Linked DNA regions of Callithrix jacchus: region 2 is linked to region 1. The links are chromatin contacts, called in public Hi-C maps. All regions are on one chromosome and are shown on one strand. The core of a region is the stretch at or near the end of the contact, and the rest is flanking DNA. Distances in the headings are between cores, read along the strand shown.

Region 1 (7,783 bases), core at 3,090-5,589:
GAGCCTTTTCTAGGATTCGGTTATGTGTGTTCTCTAGGAGATTTTTTATTTCAGTTACCAATTTAGTTTTCAAGTTGACAGATGCTATGTAAAGTCTCTCATACTGAGAGTAGTCCATTAAATTTTTGAAAGTTGCACTGTTTTTCATCTTTCAGGTACCTGAAATGAATGATATATCAGGTATTTGGAAGGAGTAAGGTCATAAATTTTATTCATTTTCTTCCTTGTACAAAGTGATGACTTCTAATGCTTACACCCCAAGGTATTTTTAAAAAAAAGCAACAGTCCCTAATAGAGTAAAATTGGGTTTGGGTTCAAGTTCCCAATAATATATTTAATGTTTCTGTTATTACTGGTGCCTCCTGTTGCATCAGATAGAGATTGCCTGCCTCTTTATCGGGCACCCTTGTGGCACCTTATGTCCAACTTGGAGGATAGTATATGGCTTCTTTGTGCCTCTACTATCTTTTCAAAAGCCATTTTATAAAAATCCTAGGTAGCCTATTTTAATATTTAAATATATATATTTGTGAAAGAACTTTTAGAGCAGACTTTTTTTTTACTTTAAAATGTCTGTATTTCCATTTTTAAGAGTAAATTTAATCTTCTCCAGGATTTAGAAATGTCTTTTTTTCCAGAGAAGCATAATGAAAAAGTCAGATTGAGGTAATAGACCAGAAATAAGTGACAGAAGAAACTGTTGTTTGGTTAAAGGAGACAGATTTGAAGGAAAAATTTTTTGATGTAATAGAAATGAATTTTTTAAAAAATTTTGTTTTTGTTCTGTAATTTCATATTTGCTGCTACAGTAGCTCAATATTTTACAGGGCTAACATAAATCTGGCTCCATTTAAAAACTGGAGTACTTCCTAGTGCAACCAGCCTAGGCGGAAACTGTACACCATGGTCTTCCAGATGGGTGACTGATGGCTTTGTGTAGCTGATGCATGCTTTAATGTTTGCCTATAGCCCGGCAGCAAGGAAGTCGGGGTGGGAGGGACTTTTTTACCCTGCCAGTTATAGCATTATGATTCTTTCTGGGTACTGGCATTTTGTGAAACTCTCAAGGGAAGGTGATGCAGGGGAAAAAATGTGAATTAAATTACATAGATGGGTGTTTTTATGTCTTCTACTCCTTTCCTAGAACTAGTACAGCTCTTAACTGTGCCAGTCCCCAGTTCACCAGCTTTGTATCCAGTCGTCATCTCATTCAAGTATGGCTTTACTTGGTGACACTGGCCATAGCTAAGTTACTTGGCATGTTTGACTTTTGACAATAACAAAAATGGTTTTGGATTTTGTTTTATTTCCAAAAAATGTATACAATGTCAGAACTTCACATTTTATATACTAGTATCTGGCTATTAGTATTTTACAGGAACCATAGTTCTTGGTGACTACACATATATATATATATATATATATATATATATATATATATATATTTTTGTGACTTTTTGTAAACTAAGTGCCGTTTCAACGTTACAATCATTTTTAGAGTTATTGTAATCAATGTGAATATCATGTTTTTTCAAATCTGTTCTGAGCCTATAGTGTTTGCTTTGTGAACATAAGTGTATTGTATATATTCTGTATAGTTATATTGTACTGAAATATTAGCTTGTTTGATATAAGGAAAATATGTATTGAGTACCTTTTTGCTAGCCTGATTGTTTAATCTTTTTAAAAAAGGTTTAAACTTTTTTTAAAAAAAAATCTTTAAACTGGCCTTTATTACATGGTCACAAATAAAGTTGCAGTTAGGAAAGGGATGGGCAAGGGAAAACTAGTTTTGAGTGTCTTTAGATAGAAACATGAGACTAAGGTTTGGTTTTGTTTTTGTTTTCTCATTAAAATATCTTACACTTTATGGAATAAAACTTCCTGCTGTTGTTATTTGTTGTTTGCTGGATGGTGGTGTTGGCCGAGGTCATGTGAGTGAGAAAAGGCATCAGAGTAATTCATTACTTAAATAATTATCTACTTAGAGTGTACAAAGTAGGATGACATTAGACAGCACATGTCAATTTTTGGTAAAGTAAGAAGCGTAAGTGCAAAGATCTCACAAACACCGTACTCTACCTTGGAAGGAGAGTGTAAAGGCAGCTAGTTAGAGGAACTCATCCAATCCTAGAGCTGTTGAATCAGGTTCTTGTATAAAGCTAGGTACTCATGGATGGGTTGCATCTTTCAAAGTTGCTCTGATTCTCAAGTCATATTTTATTCACTAGAGACCAATTGGTGCCATTTCAACGATATCTTACCACCAGGGAGTAAAAAATAGGTACCTAGTAGGGGGAAACATAGGTAATGAATCTATGAGATCCTGAGGAAGGAAAAGTTTAGATTCATTGATGTGGATTTTGACAATACTGGTTTTTAGAATGGCAGTAATGGGCAAAGAAAATTATTTTATTGACCCCAAGCTACCTGGATCATTTTAGAGTTAAGTTCAGAGAGGAAGAGGGTAACTTTTAAGAAGCATACTCTTTCATTCCAATGTGTTGAGCATTTTTAACAATTTACCAAATCATTCAAGGTCAGAAAATGTTGGGTTCTTCAGTAGCCTTGGCCACAGATGAAGCGTCTAAGTGCAGAATGTAGAACTGGAAACAGATATATCCTTGCCAACCATGGTGGCTCACACCTGTAATCCCAGCACTTTGGAAGACTGAAGGAGGAGGATCACTTGAGCCCAGGAGTTCAAGACCAGTCTGGACAACATAGGAAGACATCATCTGTACAAAAAAAACCCACACTGGGCTTAGTGGCTTGCACCTGTAGTCCCAGCTACTCAGGAGGCTGAGGCGGGAGAATTGCTTGGACCTGGAAGGTCAAGACTGCAGTGAGCTGAGATTGCACCACTGCACTCCAGCCTGGGTGACAGTGAGAACCTGTCAGTTTGCTTTGCATACTTACATATAAATTATGTACCAGAAAGATTCCTTTCAGAGAATGATAGATAGTAAAAGTAATGACCAAAGATGTGTATCAACTGATAGAGCAGAAATTAGTAGCTGGGCTTTTTCTTTTTTGAACAGGAATTTTGGTTCTAAGAACTTAACAGAAAGTTAACAAAGTCTGCAAACATACCAAAGGTTTAAAGGGGGAGAACTTGCTTGTAACAACATCAAATCCCACAATTTAATATATTTATTTTTGGGGGAGTAACCTTTTTTTTTTTTTGAGACGGAGTTTCACTCTTGTTACCCAGGCTGGAATGCAATGGCGTGATCTCAGCTCACCGCAACCTCCGCCTCCTGGGTTCAGGCAATTCTCCTGCCTCAGCCTCCTGAGTAGCTGGGATTACAGGCACACACCACCATGCCCAGCTAACTATCTGTATTTTTAGTAGAGACGGGGTTTCACCATGTTGACCAGGATGGTCTCAATCTCTTGACCTCGTGATTCACCCACCTCGGCCTTCCAAAGTGCTGGGATTACAGGCGTGGGCCACCGCACCTGGCCGGGAGTAAACTTCTATACAGATAGAAAAACTAAGACAAGGCATATTCAATCTAGAAAGTCAGTCCTCTTGAACAAATAGATTTATAACTAGGGTTTGAACACCCTAAACAAACGGAAATCTATTTTGTTTTCTTAAATTCCAATTCATTTAGTTGAATTTTTCTGAAAAATTAAAATGTTTATGTGTATTTTGTAGATAAGTGAGAGGAGCTGGCATTAGCATAGTTTTGCAAGGCTTTCTCACATCCCACACCCTATCTTCCACACCTGCCTAATTCTTTCCATGACTTAACATTTCTGGCTACCTTTGGCTGGAAGTCACTTAGTGAGTGTCTTGTTTACCAGGGACCTTGAAAGTTAGCCTCAGTACCACACACACCCCCCAGTAAAGGCCAGCTCGAATGACTTGCCTTTGATGATTGTTGCCATCTAGAGACCCTCTGTTGAAAAAGTTGCCTTAGGGCATAACAAGAAAATACTACACCAAATAAATGTTCTGTAGCCTATTTTAAATTGGGGCTTAGACAGAAATGCTCTCTTTGGCAAGTAAACAACAGTACATATAGCAGGACCTGTATACAAGGTAACTTTTGTCCAGGAACAGAATTCTTTGTTGAATGCAAATGACTCAAAAAATTAGTAAACAATCCTTTTTAGTTTGTTTTATGGTTCATAAAATGCTAGCACTTTCAGCTATTTGATCTTCAGAAACCCAGTAAGATAAACAGGAAAAGTAGTAACAGATGTGTGAGCCACATAGACGGTGCCCTTCTCGCCCATTACGGGGAGAAAACCACTGAGAAATCAGGCTGTGAACAGGGCTGGGGTCCTGGACTCTGCTGTCTCCCAGCACAGTTCCTGGAAGAACAGAAATTGGGGTTCTTTTGTGCACTGGCAGTTTGTGAAACCTTTCAGGGAAGGTAATGCTGGAGTGAAATATGAATTCTGCAGGTGGTTTGTATCTAAATTACCTTACAGAAGAGCCATTATAACTTTTACGGTGTGAAAAGAATTGCTCCTGACCACTTTCTAAAGATGTGCACTGGTCAGTTTTTTCTCACATGCTCTTACCTATTTAATACCTCCGCACGGCTATCCTTCCCATCCCTGTTGTTAACATTTTCCATTATTTTCTCCATCCCTGCTGCTTCTAGCTTAATTTGAGCCTGTGTGGTTTCTGGCCTAATAACAGCACCAGCCTCTGCTGCCATTCCCTCCCTTCAGCTGGGCTTCCTTCCAGTCCATTCTTGGCATTGCTACTGGAGTCATCTTTCTAATCAGGCCACTGCCCTGCGTAAAGCCTCCTGCCCTCCCCCCCCCCCCCCCCCCCGCTCCCCTGGACCCACCCCTCAATCCTCACTCTCCCCTTCTGCCTACCCAGGGTTTGAGGTTGACTCACTCCCGTATTTTGTTTGGCTTTACCAAACCACTTAGCCACACAGCCTTGCAAAATCTACCTCAGGGTAGTTGTGAGAATTGAGTCAGTTACATGTAAAATGCTTAGAACCATGCCTCATGTATTGTGACCACTACAGAAGCCTTGTCTGTTACTACAAGACACTGGCATCGCACTCACCTGACTAAATTCTTGAGGTCAGGGAGTATGCCTTTTATTTGTGCGTCCTCTGTAGTACCTGGTACAGAGAACTCAAAAACCTGTCGAATGAATGATTAAATGTTGCCAAGAAATGGTCATAAGCTCAATTTATTACAGTGCTTAGCGGTTCTTGTCCGGGAACTTTAGGACAGAATACCTAGAATTATTTTCATCCTGCCACCTGATGAGTAGCCTCAACTCTCACTTCAGCAAATGTCTCAGCATCTTACTTTTTTTTTTTAAGACCGAGTTTTGCTCTTCTTGCCAAGGCTGGAATGCAATGGTGCAATCCATCTTGGTTCATCACAACCTCCATCTCCCGTGTTCAAGCGATTCTCCTGCCTCAGCCTCCCAAGTAGTTGGGATTACAGGCGTGTGCCACCACGTCCAGCTAGTTTTGCATTTTTAGTAAAGACAGGGTTTCTCCATGTTGGTCAGGCTGGTCTCAAACTCGACAGGTGATCCACCCGCCTTGGCCTCCCAAAGTGCTGGGATTACAGACTTGAGCCACCGTATCCAGCCCTCACTTTTAAGTGAAATAGAAGGCTGTATGAGTTACGAATTAATACTAACTTTAATCCTCAGAACAACTGCTATCAGCCTGGCTAGAATTTCCCCAACCTGTTCTTTAGAACACTGGCATCTGCCATTTTTCTCCCCTTCACCTGGTTTCCTCATCCATCAAGTTCAACATTAAGTATCTTTTTTGCGGGGGGAGGGGACGGAGTCTTGCTCTGTCACCCATACTGGAGTGCAGTGGCACAGTGTCAGCTCACTGCAGCTTTCATCTCCTGGGTTCAAGTGATTCTCCTGCCTCAGCCTCCCAAGTAGCTGGGATTACAAGTGCTCGCCTCCATGCCCGGCTAATTTTGTGTATTTTTGGTAGAGATGGGGTTTCGCCATGTTGGCCAGGCCAGTCCCAAACTCCTGACCTCAAGTGATCTGGCTGCCTCGGCCTCCCAAAGTCCTGGGATTACAGGCATGAACCGCCACGCCTGGCCTTAAGTATCTTTTCTTAAGGAAGCTTTCCCAGAGCCTTCCCCACTACGTTGGGACTTCATATTATGTTCACATAATATCCTGCGCTTCTATTACTATGGTAACTATTTAAAAACAGTTGGACTAAACCCCATTACATTAAGTTCCACTAGGACAGTGATCATATCTGTTTTTTGTACCAAGGGTTTCCCCAGGCCCAAGGTTGTTTGAATGAAGTCTCTGCCCTTAAGGAGCTTATGGAAGTAAGCAGAAATAAGAATTGCAGAAGTACAACTGATAGAAATAACTAATTGCCATGAGAGAAACACCAAAAAGTATACTTTGGAAATTTGAAAAAGAGAGAGACCTGGCTGGAGGAGTGAGGGAAGGCAGCGTGGCAGAGGTGACACTTGAGCTGGGTCTTCTTGAGAAGAGATGTAGGATTTGTACAGACAAGTGAGGGACAAGGAGATGACTCCAGGAAGCAATATGCAGCCTCACAGGTTGAGGGAACAGAAGAAGTGTAACTTGCTGAGCCTTGTAGGATCCCTGGGGGAAAGAGTGGAAGAAAACCTTATAAACTAGGCCAGCACCAGGTCAGAAAAGACCTGAAGAACTGCAGCAGCTGTATTTGGTGGGAATCATCTCACATTTTCAAGCACAGGAACAACATTAGCAGAGCCCTCTCTAGAAAGATTAAAAGCAGATTAAAGGGATGTATATGGACTTAACTAAGACCCCTGAGTTTCAGTAGAACTTTGGGTAAGAACCCAGAAGGGGATGGGAGTGGGGCTGGAGAGGAAGGGGTGCTTGTTCGTGACATCCAGGCTGAAGGAGACAGAAGTTGGGGAGAGGTGGCCTGATCTTCAGTCCAGGTCTCATCTCTGCGCAGTAGAGAACAGCGGCTGTATTCTACGATGTAGCAACACCAAGTACATGGCCTCCGTAAATGCTTAGGCAACCTCCCTTTCTTGTTCGTTTTTCGAGAGGAAACTTTCCCAAAGAGAAAATGAAACAAGAATTAGACCAAGTTCAAGAGTTGGGCTTCAGAATTAGGCTAAAGGAGAGATTCCCGCCCCCCGTTGTAGTCATGCAAATTAAGTCATTAGCTGGTTATTTAGTTATTAAGTTACTAACTCTCCAACAGAATGTAACTTCCACTAAACCAGGTTGGTGGGCTTGAGCGCTCCAAAGACATGTACAAATTCTGCTGCCTGCAATTCCTCCTCATTTCCATTTGTAAGCATTGAATGACTCACAGGAGACATTGCAGATAACAGCAGTGAACAGAACAACAGAAATCCTGCCCTCCTGGAGTTTATAGTCTTGGTGAAGGTTGGGTATGATCAACAACAAAGATAAGCAGTGTGTTTAGGTGGTAGTAAGGGCTAAGGAGAAAAAGTGGGGAAAAAGCCTTGGTGGCCTGGTGAGGAAGTGACAGTTGAGTAAAGGCCCAGTGAGGAAAGAGGCTGCAGGCAGAGGAACGGCTGGTGTGAGGGAAGAAGCCAAAATAGAACAGGCAGTGCCAGAGAGATTAAAACGTGATGCACCAGAGGAGCTGGGAGTGGAGGAGGCTTGTTTCCAGGCCTAATAGATGGCTTTTCTGAGGCCAGGTGCGGTGGCTTACACCTTGCAATCCCAGCACTTTGAGGGGCCAAGGCGGGTGGATCACCTGAGGTCAGGAGTTTAAGACCAGCCTGGCCAAGATAAATACAAAAATATATTAGCTGGGCGTGGTGG
Region 2 (7,783 bases), core at 1,407-3,906, 670 kb before region 1:
TTGCTGATCTTCTAAGTGGTTTTAAAAAAAATATGAGAAGATCCAAAAACTAGCTAGTCTGTGATCATTAATGACCTCTTCCCCTTGAAGTCATTTACATGACAAGTTGGCTTCAGAACACAAGAAATTATTCAGTATGAGCATAAAAGTATAGACGAGTTAGGATAAATTCAAAAAAGATTGAGATCCTTATATAAAAGGGGTAGGAAAAAGTTTACCTGAAGTTTGAATAACTCTGAATATTCAAGGGTTTGGGCTAGACCAGATAAAGGAAGACATGTTCTGAGAGTTAGAGAATGATCGCAGAAGGGGTATTTCATGCATTCAAGGTCCTGGGAGAGCTAAGACAGAAAAGTTAAATGCAAAGGAAGCAAGCTCCTGGTGTATGGTAGACATGGCGAAGACAGGGGTCATTTTAGAGGTCAGAGCAGAGGCTGTGAGATTTCTTTATCATTTATTTTTCGCATATGGAGCATAAAATGTCAAAATGTGAAATATCAATGAGATGGGATCTTGTTCTGTCGCCCAGGCTGGAGTGTAGAGGTGCTGCAGTCATGGCTCCCTGTAATCTCCTGGGCTCAAGCCATCCTCCCACCTCAGCCTCCCAGGTAGCTAGGACTGCAGGCTTAGCTAATTTTTTTAATTTTTTGATTAAGTTGGGGTCTCGCTGTGTTGCCCAGGCATTTTCCTCACCTTTCCATTCCTATCCCTGACGTTCCCTGACTACACCCAACTCCAGTTGGCTGGGTAAAGTCTGGTGAATGAAGACTTAGCAAACCCCAATATAGCTCATGCCATGAGGGGCTCACAATTGAATTTCCTTTGACGTTCTATTCTTTTCACATTCTGAGTTTTTGTTGTTTTTTTGTTTTGTTTTGTTCTATTTTGTGAAAAGGCATCACTATTATGATGGGAAAAGTGAGAAAATTCTGAAAATGTTTGGTGAATTTGAATGAAGCCACTGTGAATATTGTGTGAGAATAGAATTTTGTGGCTAGTTACTTTTGAAAAACTTGTAACTGTGGTCTTTAATCTTTGTTCATCCTTCATATTTCCAGGTGAATGTTTCATACATGTTCAGTTATCTCATATCCCTTCCTGTCAGCAAGTTCTTACTTATATCTAATCCAACTTTACCCGTAGCATATTTTGTTTTGTATTAAAACTACATCTGGTTTAGCAGTCTTCTCAGTGCAAACTTCCACAGACTAGAATCAAATGAAGAATCTCATACTTCTCTGTTTAAGGCCATTCATGTATCCCTACCAGTCATTTTTCCCATCTTTTTAATGACATTTTTGGCCTTTTTCTCAAGTACCTTAAAGCTGGTTTCAGTGTTCCTGAAGCCTCCTTACAATAGGAAGCTAGAAGTCGTGGTATCTAAATAAAGAACCAGTTCTTCCTCCAGAGGTTCCAGAGATCTGGCACCTGTGGCCCATGGTCTCATACCTGCAAGCCCCCTGTGCATGAGAGATATGGAACTTATTTTAGCATTCAGAGTGTAAACATTGATAATCTCCTCAGCGTGAGCATATTTACTGCCCAGCAAATGTTTATTGAGCGTTTACTTAGTGCAAATACCGTACTGAACACTACCATGCACATGCTGTTAAAAAGCCTGAATTATTTTTGCAACAAGCTAATATCATTTAATTCCTCCAAAAGTCCTGTGAAAGCGGTATTATGACCCTCATTTTAAAGATGAGGAAACTAAGGCTTACAAAGAATGTGGGTTATCTAATCAAAATCATAGAGTTAATAAATATCACAAGCCGAAGTTGAACCCAGGTTTTTCTGATTTATAGTTGTGTTGATTGTCTAAATTTCAGGATCAGATCTTTGCCCTGTAATTCAGCTGGATAAAAACCAACCCCAAAATCTTTGTCTCCAAGTACTGGAGATAATCAAGCAATTTGTAGAATCTAAACTTCATCTTCGTATCTACACACTTGTGTCTAACATAAGGGCACTGCTGTAATCTAGAGGTGGCCCATGTTACTGTCCCCGTGACAGTTGCAGTTTTTTATGTTAAAAAGTGATTTGTGCATTGTTACACACTTCAGCTTTATTTGCTATGCTGGAAACTTGACATCTCCAGAGCTGCAGCACCTCTCCACTGTCCCCGCTGCGTCTCCCGCAAGAGGCGTGATGTGAGGTCCTGCTGTCTCCCATCCCCACGACTGCTGCCTAGGAGGCTACATGTTTGCCCTCCCTGAAAACACAGGTAGCTGAGCCATATGCATTTGCAGGGTCCTTGGGTTCTCTTCCTTTAAGTTCTGTGCTTAAAAGAGCCGGGTAGTTTAGTGTTGGTGCTAAAGCTGGTACTGCCACTTCTCTAGTTGTCTGGAACACACTGCAGTTTGAGCATGAGGGATGCTGTAGTCACCAGATTTGTGTGCATCTCTTCCTTAAAATGTCCTCATTTTCTAACCTCCAGTATTATTATCTCCAAGCAGCAAGTTTATTTCTTCTGCTTCCAAATTTGTATACCCTCCTTGCACCTTTAAAAGACCTAAATGCATTACCTCCTTAGACACTACAGACTTCTGTCAAATTATAAACACACTCTATCCTGCAAAGGAAAAAACAAAAAAACGGAGTAAGTTCGACCTCATAACCTCTCCTTCTGAGCCAAAGTTGGAAGAGCTCTGATCTGAGCCAGGCTTATAAATCTCCCTTGATTGTTGATGATGTGGAAAGAAGTGGGGAGGGGAGCTGAAGAGAAGTTAGATGCCCAAAAAAGGCATTGTTAAGTCAAAGGGAAGTCTTGCATGCATGTGCACTTAACCTCATGTGTCAGCTTCTGTGCTGGGAACATCCAATTATGTAACAAGAAGCACTCCTTATTTGGAATGAGAGACCAAGGGAGGGGAAGGGGAGAGCAGATAGCAGTCTGAGCCAAGGAGCGAATCCGGCTTGTGCAAACTCTGCTCATGTCCGAAAACAGAAGAAACTTGAAAATATCTCTGCGTACATCAGAATCAGTTTTAGCAAATTGGGCAAGTACTCGGAACTAGACCGGGTTGGAGGGAAAGAGGAGACATACACTGTGCTCCATTGATAGTAGGAGGTTTGGGGCAGGAAGATCCAGCCAAGGTAAGGGGTAGGATTGGTATGGATCTCTGATGGAGAATGAAGGAATGAGAAGAAGCTGGACCAGCGCCCAGCCTGGACACTCAGAGCAATGCCACAACAAAAATAGGAACCAGGCCAGCAACAGAATACGTGAATGCCACGTCTGCAGCACTGCCCTCCCCATGCCCCCGATGATGGCATCAGACCTGTGTGAAAAGGGCAGCAGACACATTCCTGGCATCTGTGTCAGGATTTCTCAGTTAAAGCGGGGCGGGGGGGAGAGAGAGAATGTGTGTGTGTGTGTGTGTGTGTGTGTGTGTGTGTGTGTGTGTGTGTGTATGAGAGAGAGAGAGTGTGTGTGTGTGTGTGTGTGTGTGTGTGTGTGTACGTATGAGTGTTAGGGGTATGTAGGAATGGAATGGCTTGGCAGAAAGCAGGGGGGGAAAGTTTCTGGCAGAGAAGAGTATAAAGCATGTAAAGTTAGGAAGCATACAGAGAGGAAGAAGAAAAGAAAGGATGTACAGTTTAAGGAGTCCAACAAGCAGGGGACCCAGGAGAAAATTGACGGCAAGTTCCGGACCTTACACCAGACCTTGGAATCATTTTCTTAGAAAAGATGTCTCCCTGTAAACCATCTCCTAGGAAAGGTCAGGAGAGTAGTGGCAGAGTCTGGGGGCACTGGAGAATGCTGTGCTGCAAGGCATGATGTTCATCTCCCCTCAGGACAGTTGGAAAAGGTTGACCATGAACCCTCTTGCTTCCACTATTCTCTTAGAACATCCCAGAATCAAAAGTGCTGAGTGGAACTCTACTTCAAGGGCCTGCTTCTTGGTGGGCATGTCTAAATAGCAGGTAGATAAGAGGTCTTTGTGACATTGGTTATTTCTTAAGAGAATCTCCAGGTCTGCCACCAGAAGGACACAAATAATTGCAGTGGGAAAGGAACCGATATTTATTGTTAATGATACCAAGGAAGCAGCTATGTACTCTTTGTATTAATGATCAATTCTGTGAGACAGACACATATTTCTACGTTTTATAAGTGACAAAAATTATTTTCAGATAAAATAGCATTCCACAATCATGAAAGTACTAACAACCACACCTTAAGATTCCACTTGAGTCATCCTGGCCTCAGAGGTCATACATTTCCCACTGCCCTGCACTGCCTCCCCTCCGTGAAAGCTTTCCTGCAAAGCAATGGCCGCTAGAATTGGGTTCACCTGAAAATTCCCTTGCCTTATTCCCATCTAGCCTCTTGTTTTCCATCTGGCTGGTCTTAGGGACACATGCGTCTAATGGTAGCATATAAATTATTTTAAAGCACTTCTGAACCAAGGATTGTCTCTTAGGTATCTCTATTTACATCCTCTTCACAATCAGGAAAACGTTATCAAAGTTAAGACTCGAGAGTTTCTCAGGAAGCATAGATTACAGTTTTTTCCTTTGCTATGTAACTTTTTCTTCCAGTTCAGCTCTGGTGCCTGGCTGTGTCTTATACCCAATCTCTTCCTATGCACAGCCTCTCTAGAAATATGCTTTGCAAGACCCCCAGATGCAAAATTAACTCAAGTCTATGTCTTCAGAATTCTCCATGATTTTCTGGCTCTCTATTCATTGATGTGGGATGTTTTTAAGAGTTGCTGAAATTAATTTTTCTCATTGATGGCTTTACTCAGATTGTATTGTGGCTCCTTGGGAAGGAGTGCTGCTTGTCTCATGCCTCTTGCATTAGGCCATGCCAAAGGGAAGGTCTTGACTGCTGTAGACTAGGCCAGGATGGGCCCTAGCAGTTTCCCGTCATGTGAGTATTCTACCTGTCATATTTCTTGGGTGTCACTTATTTTACACTCATCTTAGGATGGGTGTAGACATCATGCTTTTCCTGTCACGTGGTGACAGTCTCTCCTGGAATATGTCTTTGATTGTAGCAGGTGAGTGGTAGCTGACAGCCATGTGCCTTTGCATTGTGTTTGCATTTCTGTGTGTGTGCTCTTGAAGTCTGATATACTCAAGTAGAGGTGCAGAACTGCTCGTTGTAAAAGTTAACAAAGAAACCAGAATATCCTGAGGTATTTAAATCTCAGCCTTTTTTTTTCAAGTTAGGTTGTTGGTGTCTCTTGCCCATCTGTGACTGCAAACAGGAACCTAAGCGCTTGACATTTTGATAACAGCTTTAAATTGTATGTCAGCCTCCTGAGGGCAGGGACTATGTCTTATTAACCATTATACTTTCAGCACCCAGCTCCATAATACATAGAAAGCACTTAATAAATTTGTGTCAAATAAATGAACGTAAAAGATCACACGTCATTCTACTGGAGTTAGTCCCTCTGCTTAACACTAGTAAGAATCTTAGGGGTTCCTTAGTACTGCAGGGGACCAGCTGCAAAATGAAAACTGAATCTTTCATTGTCTTCACACAAGGCGTACCCAGGTCTTCAATTAATTGGGGTATTCTGATTCCCAGAACCATGGTAGGCCCTAAGCAAAGAGGTTTTTAGGGGGCCCTTCACGGCATCTCCCATTCTAATGGCTCTCTCCAAAGGGTGCAATGCCCACTCCAACCTGGGCCTCCCAGCGTGAAGCCCTACAGAGCCTACCCTCTCTGGAAGCATCTCCTGGTGGTATGCTTTCTCCACCTCTTTCCTTCTACATGGAAAGCCAGAGCATGGGCTTTGAAGTCAGATCTGAATTCAAATCTTGCTTTAAGGCTATCTATGTGACTTAGAACAATCCACTTAACTTCCTTGCCCGTTACTCTCCAAATGGGAATCATAGCCTAGCTTATGAAGTTTTGGGGGGATAAGAGATAATTTACAGGTAAATGTTAGGGAGGCTTTATAGAGGAAAATATAACAAAGCTAGATCTTGTTAAGATAGTTGTCATTTAGACTAAATAACATTCTAGGCACTAAAACGTTTTAAAACAGGAGAAGGGGCATTATTTATACTTTCAAATAAAAAGTAATTTGGAATACTTTTAGCCAGCTGCTTTCTGGATGTGTATTGCTTTTGTTTCAAATAGGTGACAGAAAGCCTACCAAACTCTTGCTGCATGGCATGGGTACAGAAATTCTCCATATGGGCACCAGGTGGCACTGCAGGTTAAACAATACCATCACTGTCCTTTGAGGAAGACCTGTTGATTTTGCAGTTTTAGGTTCCCCTGCCCTAGTGTTGATACAGTAATATTGAAGCCATTTCCTGGCTTGCTCCAAGATTTAGAGACCACTTATCTATCTAATCCTTAGTGCCAGTGACTTTTAGATAAGCCCTGTGTCTTTCATCTTTCACCCTTCTTCCTTCTGCTCTAATGCATCTTCAACATATGCTTTCTTCTCGGCGCAGTGCGGATGACACGAAGTTGCCCCTTTGAATGGATCTCACCTGTTAAAAATTCAGCACTGGAGCTGATTCATTCAGAATAGAGTGAGCAGAACAGAGTCTGTGGTGATGAGACCAGCTGGACATCTGAATTGAAAGAATTTTGTCAATATTCTCTATAAATTAGTTGGACCTAAATTCAGGGTCTTTTGTGATCACCAAATCCTACACATTATATAGTCACTACGGTGGAGCTTGTCAGTGCTGAATAACCCTGATGTTAGGAATCTTGTCAACCTGTTATATAATCAAGAATGTTTCCTATTACTTTCAGCCGTGGATGGAGACTGTTTCGCTCTCTCCCATTAACTTGGTTTTGGAGAAGCAACCATATGTTAATGCTCACTTTTGATTTTTTTTTTTTTTTTTTTTTTGAGATGGAGTTTCGCTCTTGTTACTCAGGCTGGAGTGCAATGGCGCAATCTTGGCTAATCGCAACCTCCGCCCCCTGGGTTCAGGCAATTCTCCTGCCTCAGCCTCCAGAGTAGCTGGGATTACAGGCATACGCCACCATGCCCAGCTAATTTTTTGTAATTTTAGTAGAGACGGGGTTTCACCATGTTGACCAGGATGGTCTTGATCTGTTGACCTCGTGATCCACCCGCCTCGGCCTCCCAAAGTGCTGGGATTACAGGCTTGAGCCACCGCGCTCAGCCTTACTTTTGATCTTTACCTCTGTCCTGGCTGGCTTCTCCAAGTGCCCTTTGGAGAAGTAGAGCTATTTGTTACTGGAGCAGGGAGAGAGTTGGGTGACTTGGTGGGGAATCTACTTTAGCTGTACTATGATGCTGGCCTGGAAAGATCTTCCTGGGAGGAAGGCTGTGGTGCAAATGCTGCATCAAGGTAAGTTCCTTAACACCCACCTCCTGTCTCCCCCAGGGTTCCTTTGTGTTGTTTTTCGACTTTTATTTATTATTCCTCTGTGTTTTCTACCCACAGTCAGTGCTCCCAAAGTTCCTATTCTGTGGAGATTCTGGAGTTTCCACTGCGGTGTCCCTATATCCTTCATATCAGGATAGATGGACTTCTACTGGGAAATGTTTTACAATTCAGCCTATAGAGAGGAAATTGGAAATGCTTTTGGGTCGCTCTTCTACACCAAGGTGATGGTGCTAATGATCGGCATTTTTCCTTCTCTACACCCCTCTCAGTATGTTTTCTCTTTGTTCATCTTGGGCATCTGCTTCTCATATGTATTCTTTATTCTCTTCAAGGCTGGTGTTTTCCAGCTTCCTCTAGCCATTTTCACAGCATAATTTGAAGTCCTGCCATGTCTGCTGATTTAAATAAATCCCTGATAATTTTCTTCCAAATCATGGCT

Evidence for each region. Hi-C and Micro-C count contacts between places; a contact is called where the count stands out from the background.
Region 2: a Hi-C map of skeletal muscle shows a contact between it and region 1, with 4 times the contacts expected there. The contact joins two enhancer-like sites. A contact is called at or near these places in 2 of 3 Hi-C or Micro-C datasets (both in skeletal muscle).

The regions. Positions count from the first base shown.
Region 1 is chr10:30,029,772-30,037,554 of calJac240_pri, reverse strand. No RefSeq gene overlaps it. Among named protein-coding and RNA genes, the nearest start is that of ST14, 63 kb to the right of the region's middle. Within about 2 kb of position 4,339, at least 2 of the 16 cell types and tissues checked have an H3K27ac peak or open chromatin away from gene starts, as enhancers often do. A contact at or near this core is called in skeletal muscle, where this site is marked.
Region 2 is chr10:30,699,449-30,707,231 of calJac240_pri, reverse strand. The region is part of intron 8 of SNX19 (sorting nexin 19); the gene reads left to right. Among named protein-coding and RNA genes, the nearest start is that of SNX19, 18 kb to the left of the region's middle. Within about 2 kb of position 2,656, at least 6 of the 16 cell types and tissues checked have an H3K27ac peak or open chromatin away from gene starts, as enhancers often do. A contact at or near this core is called in skeletal muscle, where this site is marked.